Regions from separate parts of the Mus musculus genome. Here region 1 is linked to region 2. Evidence: chromatin contacts called from public HiChIP or PLAC-seq data. All regions are on one chromosome and are shown on one strand. The core of a region is the stretch at or near the end of the contact, and the rest is flanking DNA. Distances in the headings are between cores, read along the strand shown.

Evidence for each region. HiChIP or PLAC-seq counts read pairs in DNA pulled down with a chosen protein or histone mark.
Region 1: an H3K27ac HiChIP or PLAC-seq map of microglia shows a contact between it and region 2, with 6 times the contacts expected there. The contact joins the promoter of Btd here to the promoter of Tkt in region 2. A contact is called at or near these places in 1 of 39 promoter capture datasets (erythroid cells), 1 of 115 datasets of contacts at active chromatin or transcription factors (microglia) and 1 of 9 other capture datasets (pancreatic islet).

Annotation. Positions count from the first base shown.
Region 1 is chr14:31,638,629-31,643,554 of GRCm38.p6, reverse strand. It overlaps Btd (biotinidase), which reads right to left and starts at 2,498. Exons shown (of 4, transcript NM_025295.4): 1 at 2,420-2,498. The coding sequence starts at 2,430. Hacl1 (2-hydroxyacyl-CoA lyase 1) reads left to right here and starts at 2,590. Exons shown (of 17, transcript NM_019975.3): 1 at 2,590-2,766; 2 at 2,957-3,061. The coding sequence starts at 2,677.
Region 2 is chr14:30,546,345-30,551,278 of GRCm38.p6, reverse strand. Tkt (transketolase) reads right to left here and starts at 2,148. Exons shown (of 14, transcript NM_009388.6): 1 at 1,899-2,148. The coding sequence starts at 2,005.

The DNA.
Region 1 (4,926 bases), core at 1,249-3,748, 1.1 Mb before region 2:
TCCGTGGGCAGGTCTGCGAGGGCCAAACCAAGAGGAATGTTAACCAATGCAGAAGGGCCTAGCCACAAGACAGGTGTCCTGGGCCGTATGAGAAAGCTGGCTAAGCATGAGTCTGGGAGAAGCCAGAGAGTGTGCCAGCAACTAGGTTCTTCTGTGGTTCCTGCCTTCAGTTCCTGCCCTGACAACTGTCTCACAAAGATGGTCTGTGACCTGGCAGTGTAAGAAAAAATAAACTTCTGCTCCCTAGCATGCGTTTACTCCTGGTATTCTCCATAACGACAAAATGAAGCTGGGAGGACAAATAACCCTGATTCTTTCTTTCTTTAATGACCAAGCACTACATTTTGGCAAAGCGTGCACTGGTTTTCACAGGTTCAGTTAGGTTAGGTTTAAAAACGAGCACAGGATCCCTAGTGTTCTTGTGAACGGACTGAGATAAAAGTCAGAATTTGGGGGCCCACGGAGTCACTGCCTATAGCAGCTGCCTTCTTTTGAAAGTTCATCTTCCCTATGCATATTACAACTCTTTTTAAAATATGATTTATTTTTGAGACAGGGTCTTACTGTTGCCCAGGCTGGCTTCAAACGTGAGATCCTGTCTTAGCTTCCTTGAGTACGGGTCCCATAGGTCGGCCTCACCACACCCGTCTTACAACTCTTTCTAGATCATCCAGCTACTTTGAGGTTATCTTCACCCACTTGGAAGAAAGTTGTCAAGCAACTCCTCACCATCCCAGAGCTAGATCCCTAAAGCAATCACTATCTGGACTCTGAGGCCTGGATTTGCTCTGTGGAGAACAGGTCACTAATGCTATTAATTATTATTAATTAATTTAATTATTAAGGCTTTATTAATTATTATTTTTCATGTTTATGGCTTATTTGCCTGCATGTATGTCTACATAATACGTGTGTGCCTGGTGCTCTCAGAGGCCAGAAGAGGGCATTGGCTTTGCCAGAACTGGAATTACAGATGGTTGTAAGACACTATGTGGTTGCTGGAAATCAGGTCATCTGGAAGAAGTCACTGCTCTTAAACACATCTCTCCAACCCCTGCCGTCTGATTTTTAAGAAAGTTAAAATTTAGGGCCTGAGATATAATTCGGTGGTAGAGTGCTTGACTAATATGTGCAAAGTCCTAGGGTCAGTCACTAGTATTGCTTTTATGACTTATTCTTTCTTTGAGTAATTAAAAGACATGGTCTCTCTACATAGCCCTGGCTATCCTGAAACTCACTAGGTAGCCCAGGCTGGTCTCAGACTCGCAGAAGTCGACATGCTCCTGCCTCCAAGTGCTGGGATTACAGATGTGAGCCACCACATCTGGCGCTACGATGCCAAATCTCACCAAAATAACAAATAACATTTTAAGCATACTGCCAACAAAAATAACAGGGAGTATGATTAACATATTCCAAGTCCACACAGAGTGCTCTGTATAAATTACAGCGCCTGGGATCCTTACACTGAAGTTGGATGGAACAGCAGTGACTTTGCACTTGGAAGACAGTCACGTCACTTCTGCTTAATCTCTACAGGCAAGGGAAGCAAGGCCCGCTGTACCTTGAACTGCTAGGCGAAGGCAATAACCAGCTCAATGAGTTTTCTCTTTGCCAAATGGCAAAAATGGCCAGTTGAAGACTGATCCTTAATAAATATAAACCAACCAACCAACCAACCAACAAACAAACAAACAAAAGCCCATTCGATCTGAATCACAGTGATTTGTTCCCATCAGGGTCCAGTTTGCCCTTCATAAAGTGTTCTGCCAGTAATTCTGAGAAAGCAATCGGTGTTAAGGGGCCAAGAATCCACTAATGTCTACAAAGCACGCGATGCCAGGGGTCAAGCAGGCTAATCCATGAACCAGTAAGTAGAAAACCAACACTATTACTTTGGTAAAAGTTAAGCAATCATACATTAATTATTAAGCAATGGCTCTAACAGACCTTAGTGATACCCAACTGGAACAAAATAAGTAAATATAAACCAGGCAGAGGGCAGGAGCAGCTACGGTGTTAATAAGTTTATCTCTTGAGCAATTTTGGTGTCATCTCTGATTAAGAATACACCTCTGCTCACAGACTTCTGGAACGTGCACATGATGTGGGGTGCAAAACCACAGAGTTATAAAATCAGAGGGCACAGGAGCACGACACTGTACCCAAAAGCCTGTTTTTTTTCCAACTTTACACTCTCCAAGTTACCCGCGTCCCAGCAGCCTTTGCGTAGCTTGCCTCCAATCAGCGGGAAGCCCCGGCGAGGGCGGGGAGGCGCGGTGGGGCCACGCCCCCTCCTCGCCTGGTCTCTGCAGTCACCCTCCAGATGTGCCATCCCCTCCATACCGGACTGAGCTGTATCGCTACCCTAGTGGAGGACAAAACCAAGGCGAGCATCCTCAGAGATTGGGTTTCTTACCTGCTTCGCATAGGACGCGGCCTCCGGCTCGTCCCGCCTCCTGCTGATGGCGGAGTCCGGAAAAGACTGACTGGAGAATGGGCGTGCTTACATGATCGCCTCACCAAGGACTGACTTCTTGTCCCGCCCCTTCTCCCCTTTGCTTAAATCCGTTGGGCTGCCCTCCTGTCTGTCAGAAGCGGGTGTCACCAACAACAACTCTTAGGCTAGTGAAGCTGTGAGCTGCGAGAGTGCCTTGAAGTAACTTTAGGTGGAAGATGCCAGAAAGTAACTCCGCAGAGGGTAGCGACAGAAGCGAGGAGCAGGTGTCTGGTGCTAAAGTCATCGCCCAGGCTCTAAAAACTCAAGTACGATGGATCCCTCGGGTGTGAAAGGCTCTACAGAAGCAGACGGGGACCTCGCGTTGTCCTAGAGACGGAGGGCAAGGAGGCGGGGGCGGGGGTCCTGTAGGTCTTTCCTTTGGACCCCCCGGGAGGGCAAGAAGGCTGGGTCACCTGATGATAGTTGTTTGTTGCCCCTTTTCCCTCCTACCCTCAGGATGTGGAGTACATGTTCGGTGTCGTAGGCATCCCCGTGACCGAAATCGCCCTTGCTGCCCAGGAACTGGGCATCAAGTACATTGGGATGCGGAATGAGCAAGCGGTGAGTCTTGACACAGGGACCAAATGGCAGCCATTCGATGCACACAGCGTCCCATCGTTTCTAAAGCATTGCACGTACCACTGTTAATCCTCCTTGACAGGAAAATGAGAAGAGAGAGACTAAGTTAAACTTGCCCAACGCGAGTCATTTGGTAGTGGCATTTGAACTCAGGTATTCTGAGTTTGGAGCTATGCTTATACCTTTCTACCGTAGTGTACTCTGCCACATCCAAATATCAGAATCGAAAGGGGTAGTCTTACTTCACTACTAGACTGTTAGTTCTAGCAGAGAAGGCATATTGATTCATCGCTAGGTAAGTGTATTGCCAGCATCTGATGTAGTTCCTGTACATGACAGGTGTCAGAGAGTGATTAGTGATTGAAGGCCAGGACTCATGCAACATAAAGTGGAAGACATTATAGACGGCAGTGCCGTCATTGGAACTCAGGGCTCTCAAACCCCAGTTTGGTGCTTTCCCTCAGCATTATGCCTCCCTCCTTTGGGGTCTTACCTGGGAGAGGGAAAACCAAAGGACATTTTATGAACCCACTTAAAGTATTTTCTCTGGCAGCCCAGGATTACCCTCTCTTAGCAATCCAGGCAAAAATATCAAGTATCTGGTGCAGATGAAGTGGTTCAGTGAAGTTCTACAAAGCCACGTAACCTCATAACCTGAGTGTAATCTCCAGGGCCTGTATGGAAAAATGAAGGCGGTTTCTGATTTATGATTCATGTTGTCCTTGGACCTACACACACACACACAGGCTGAGTTAAATTGTTTTGGACCTACACACACACACAGACAGGCGCTCTCTCTCTCTGTCTCTCTGTCTCTCTGTCTCTCTGTCTCTCTGTCTCTCTCTCTCTCTCTCTCTCACACACACACACACACACACACACAAATAATTTAAAAGATTAAGAATTGGGGCTGAAGACTTAGCTCAGCAGTTCATAGTACTTGTTGCTCTTTCAGAGACCAGGATTTGATTTCTGGCATCCACGTGGTGGCTCCCGACCTCCCATAACTCTGGTTCCAAAGGATCTAACGATTTCTTCTGACCTTCATGGGTGGCACACACGATTCACACCCCCCCCCCACACACACACAGCTGTCCCTTCTGCTGCCGTCACTGCTGTCCTGATCCACGCTCTTGACCCCTTTTCTCTGCCATCCGATGTGAGTTCCATTGGGTGTGGCTCATTTGCTTTCAAATCCCCACAGTACTGACTTGACTTGAGGTCTCTATGTAATCTAGGTGTGTACTACACTATTTGCTAATTGAAAGACCTTTATCAATAAGGCTTGAAAGTTATAGGGAGTGTTTTTAATCAGAAAACTGGTAGGTATTAATTTGTGTTGTTTACACTTTTATTCCCTTACCTCTTTGTTTTTTCCAGTGCTGGGAATTGAACCCAGGCCCTTGTGCACACTAAAGCAAGCACTCTGCCACTGAGCTGTACCCTTACCTCTCAGTTTTCCTATGTGGAATAACCTTCTATTCTTTTACCTGCATGAGAAAGGATAGGTGCTGATCTGTATTTTACTATTTTTCTTGAGTATGTTTGCCCGTTGTTTCTTCTTCATGCAGTAGACATGCACTAAGTATGTACTGTATGCATGATGTGGACTGTATACGCGGCAGAAGAGAGGGATATAAAGAAGATATAAGGTTTATTTTTCACCTCCAAGTTGATGAGTTGGGGGAAATGAGGGTAAGACACAAAAAGACAGTCTGAAATAATTTAGCTCCTCAAAAAGGAATCCATAAAAGGGAGAGTAGTCACACACAGTGTGTGACTGGCTGTCCTCACTGGGACAGGAAAGATTGCTCATAGAGGTGATGGCTTGTCCTTGCTGCATCAGT
Region 2 (4,934 bases), core at 899-3,398:
CACATCTCAAGTCTTCCCCAAACACTTTCTGTACACGCACACACTCTTTGCACACACATTTCAAAATCATTCTTGTGACAGGGGTTGAGGAACAATGCTACTCCCTTCTGAAAAACAAGATTTCTCCAAGTAGTATTTTTCTGCAAGGGAAATATATATACCGAACTGGCAACCCGTACACTTAGCCTTTGCATGGGATACCCACCACTTCCATTTGTACACGGATTCTTTCAGAGTTCAATGACTGCCTAAGGCTACAATGTAAACAGTGTAACTCTGTAGCCACCTTCAACCTTTTCCCCTGGAGACCACCCCTGCTTTGGAAGTTCCTAAGAGCCATAAATGTTACTTAGTTTCTCTTCAACTGAACTTGGCTTTCCCTGCTCCTCCAGCCTGATGCCGCCCATGTGCCCAAGAGGACTTTCTGATAGGCCAGGCCCCCAGCAGGCAGTACTAAATAGCCACTGATTACCAGTCTGGGGAAATCAACGTACTACACTTCAGTGTCTTCATGTATAAACTGATTATCAGAATGCTACCCCAGGACGCTGTGTGGCCCAGGAATACCCACTTAGTTTCTCCCTGATCCTGGAAAGGTCTACATGCGTATCCAGCATTGTAGAATGTTCAGCTGCATAGGTACCAGCCAGTCAACTACTTTGACCCTCTGATTAGACTTCAGACCTGGAGGGAGATGTAGGGGCCAGTAAAGAACAAGTAATAAACGATGTGGATGTGAAGACCTACTCTGTGCTAGGTAGAGAGGACAGTGTCTCTGCCAGACACTGAGGAAATCCAGAGAAAAGGAAGTCAGGTCTCTTAATTGGGCAGGGAGCACCCTCTATCATAGGCAGCAATCTAAAGCCAAGACAGATAACAGGTCCAAAGTATGCATGGGAAGTTGGGTGGCAAAGGGTTCCCAGTTCAAACCTTCTGAGGACATCCCGTCTTAAAAGCACAAGGGCTAAGTAAGGAGGAACCCACGGTAAAAGGCAAGAGAAATGCACTCCTTTAATAATATGTTCTGTATGGAACTGGCCAAAATCCAGAATCCTGGTCTTTGTTCTAAGCTCACAGTTTGTCTGGGTTCCTAAAATCTCCCTCCCCAGAACCCCAAACCATTCCAAGAAGCCCAGATCTCTCTGTCTCAAGGTCTCATACCAGGCCCAATGGAGACCTTAGAATTTCTTGAAACCACCCAGTGTGCAAACACCGTTAGCCCAGAACTTCCTATTTCGCGTGGGCCTCGCCCCTTCTTTCTACAAGCTCCCTTCTCCCCAGACTCGCACTCCAACCTCCTTGCTCGGGTCTAAGCCTCTCTTGGTGTTGCATCGTCACCTCCCTGCCCCCACCCTGGAGTCTTCAGCAGCACCGGGACCCCAGCCCACACATAGCAGGAGAGGCAAGAAGTGTCGAGGAGGGGAGCGTGGTTAGAGATGCAGAGAAGGGTGGGCCCCCAGTCTACTGCAAAATGGTGGGCTCTACACACATTCTCTGCCTACATTGCAAGGGCTGAAATTCCAGCTCTCACTGTGACTTTGGACAACTGATATAAAGCCGGAATCTCAGTTTCCCCATCTGCAAACCAGTGGAACCAACATGCTGGTGGAGAGCTGGAGCCCACACGTGCTCAGGTTTCTCCCGCCAGCAGTCATGGTGGCCTCCGGGTTGCAGCCGCAGAGCGAGGAGGCGCGCCCGGGCGCAGCGAGAACCGGGAAGCCCGGGCCGGCTGGAGGTGCTCGCGAGACCTGAGGCCCACGCGGTCGAACCCGGCCGCTCCGGAGCAGCGGAAGGCTCCGCCATCTGACCGCGCCCTCGTGGCGACATCGTGCTACGCGACACGGAGCCAGGGAGGCCGCGGGACCCGGCTCCCAGCCCCGCCAGAAGCGCGCGCTCACCCTGAGCCTGCCGCGGTGGTGGCCTGGATGGAGCTGATGCGCAGGCGATTGGCTGTGTCCTTCAGGGCCTGGAGCTTCTGCTGATCTGGCTTATGGTAACCTTCCATGGCGTGGTAGGACGAGGACGAGGACGAGGACGAGAACGCTGAGGACAGAGACACAGAGCCAGCAGCGGCTCAGGAAGCGACCAGCAGTGACCGAGGACGGGTGCTGCGGGCGGGCGCGTTAAGACTCCTTAGGACCCGCCCATGGGGGGCGGGGCGGAGGTGGGGCGGGGCGCCGAATCACCCCAGGCCGACGAGTGGCCTCTGGCCACGCCCCGCATTTAGTGGACTCTCGGAAGTCGCCAGGCCTGGGGGCTCTCTCCCAGCACAGTGCCCTGTTGGAATTAATCACACACAAACAGTAGCAACAAAGTAACTTCGCCACTATTCCTGGTTCTAAGCATGGCTCAGAGTTCCGCGGCTGACTTGGGTAGGACTGAGAAGAGAGATACTAATCAGTAATTGCACTTTTCTAAGGAAAAGGTTGAGGCTTGGCAAGGTTAGATTGAGATTACAGGGTTGGTGGGTAGCGCTGCAGCAGATTATCCTCAGTCCAAAAAGATCCCAGACATGAGAATAAATATACACTGCCAGAAACGGTAATACTGAGAAGTTACTAGGAGTATGCTGGTCTCAGACTACTAGAGCCAACGGACAAGAGTGGATTCAGAGAGATTACTGGGTTTGCCTCTGTAGAGACAGTTAGCACCTACTGCTCTTACCAGATCTGGTGGAGCTGAGAGGACTGAGCAGCTGTAACAGAAAGCGTTGCCTTCACAGTCTCGTTGGATCTGTCTCATTGGATCCATGACACACACTCGGGTCAATACCGTTTCCAGAGGCGGAGGTTGTTGCAATTTACAGAGAGGATATAAAGGCAAGCCTGTGAGTGGGTGCTGGGCAGAGGCAGAGGAAGGCACCAGTACAGCTTTGGTCCAGGTCCTCTCTGTGTCCTCCACAGAGCTCAAACTCAGAGTCATGAGACAATGGGCCCTGTGCAAGTGAGCACCCCTCCCCCAAGCGCTCCCTGCCTGGCCTGTTTCCCAGGTGTCCCAGTGAGACTGCCAGTGTGGTTTGTTACAGCCCCTGGCTTCTGCTGGCTCTGCCCAAAGAGGCTGGCCCTCCTAGTGCCTGACTGCCAAGGGCTGGACCTGGGACTGGAGTGTTGTGGTCTCGGAGTGTTCCACTATCAGATCCTTGGCAAGGCAAGTGCCACCTCTGTCCTCTGCTCACCAACAGGTCAAGGAGGCAAACAAACCTCAGAAGCCTTTGGGCCTTCCAACCCCATGGACCTGAGGGCAGTGATTATTAGTCCAGTTCTTCATTTCTCCACCTGTCCAATGACACTGATGTTAACTTCCTCTTCCTCCTCCTCCTCCTCCCCCTCCTTCCCTTCTTCTTCTTCTCCTCCTCCTCCTCCTTCCTCTTCCTTGTTCTCTTCTTCTCCCTCCTCCTCCCCCCTCCTCCTCCCCTTCTTCTTCTTCTCCTCCTCCTCCTTCCTCTTCCTTGTTCTCTTCTTCTCCCTTCTCCTCCCCCCTCCTCCTCCACCTCTTCTTCACAGTGGAAAATTATAATCTATTTGGGAATGGAAACATAAGCTAGAGAGGTATATGTTTTTATTTCTGAATGTTCATTTCTATATATCTGAATGTCCTTTTTAAAATTATAAAATAGTTACAACATTTCTCTCCTCCTTTTCCTCCCTCCAATCCCTTCCATACATCCATCCTTGCTCTCTTTCAACTCTACACAAAGATCTACAGGCAACTAAGGAATCCTGAGAGTGGGAGAAGTAGTCTTCTCCCAGAAAGAGCATACCAAGTGGTTACCCAATACCAAATGGTCAACCTTGAAAACATACACACCAGTAACTTTCTACAGACTGAGTGGGTTATAGTTAGTAATATATATATATATATATATATATATATATACATATATATATATATATATATATATATATATATATATATATATATATATATATATATACATATATATATATATATGTGTGTGTGTGCATATACATGCACACACACACACACACACATATACATATATATATATGCATGTGATAACAGTAAAAAAAATGCTAACTGCTATGTACCCATATTAGTAAAGATGTTCCTAACTCTTCTTCTTGGCCGCTGTAGGTGTCTAAGATCTTGTTTTATCCTGGGGTTCCACATTGGTTGGCTCAGTTCATGATGGATTTCAGCCATAGTTCAGTGCCTTTGGTCCCCAAGGTCACCTTTGGAATCAGAATCCTGATTCTGCCAACATCCTACTGTTGGGGGTAATTCTCCAGTCCAAGGGTCTTTATTCAATACTTCATGAATCACATTTTACTTGGGAGTAAGACCTTGGGTTCCAACCTGGCCACCAGCTCCCTTCTTGTTCCCCTGTCGCCCTCAGATCCAAGATTCTTTGAGCCCCCTGTTCATATTCCCTGTGGTTGCCAGAGGAAACTCTTGCTGCTTCCCACCATTGTCCCTCCGTGGTCTCCCTCCACTACTGGAATGAAATTGAGCACATGAACCCTCTAGCCTCTCTCCCACTCTTGTTCTTGTGGCCCCACCCCATCCATGTCAGCACACCAGTGTCTTGCCCTGCTCTAAGAACATTAAGCTCCAAGGTGGAGAGATGGCTCCGTTGTTAGGAGTCCTTGCTACTTTTACAGAGGACCCAGGCATGAGAACCTAGATTTAGCCCGGTGATGTGGTGTATGTGACCTTGAAGACAGAAACAGGTAGATTCATTTGGCTCACTGGCCAGCGAGTCTAGCTAGCCAACTTAGCAAGCTCCAGGTTAATGACACTATCTCAAAAATAAATTAAATTAAAAATAGGTGGAAGGCACAGGAGGAGTGACACCTGAAGTGTGACACCTGAGGTTCTCTGGCCTCTACACACATGCACTCACAGAAGCACATATGCAACAACACAAAACTCAGCTGTGCATGGTGGTATCCACCTTCCTCCCAGTGTAGGGA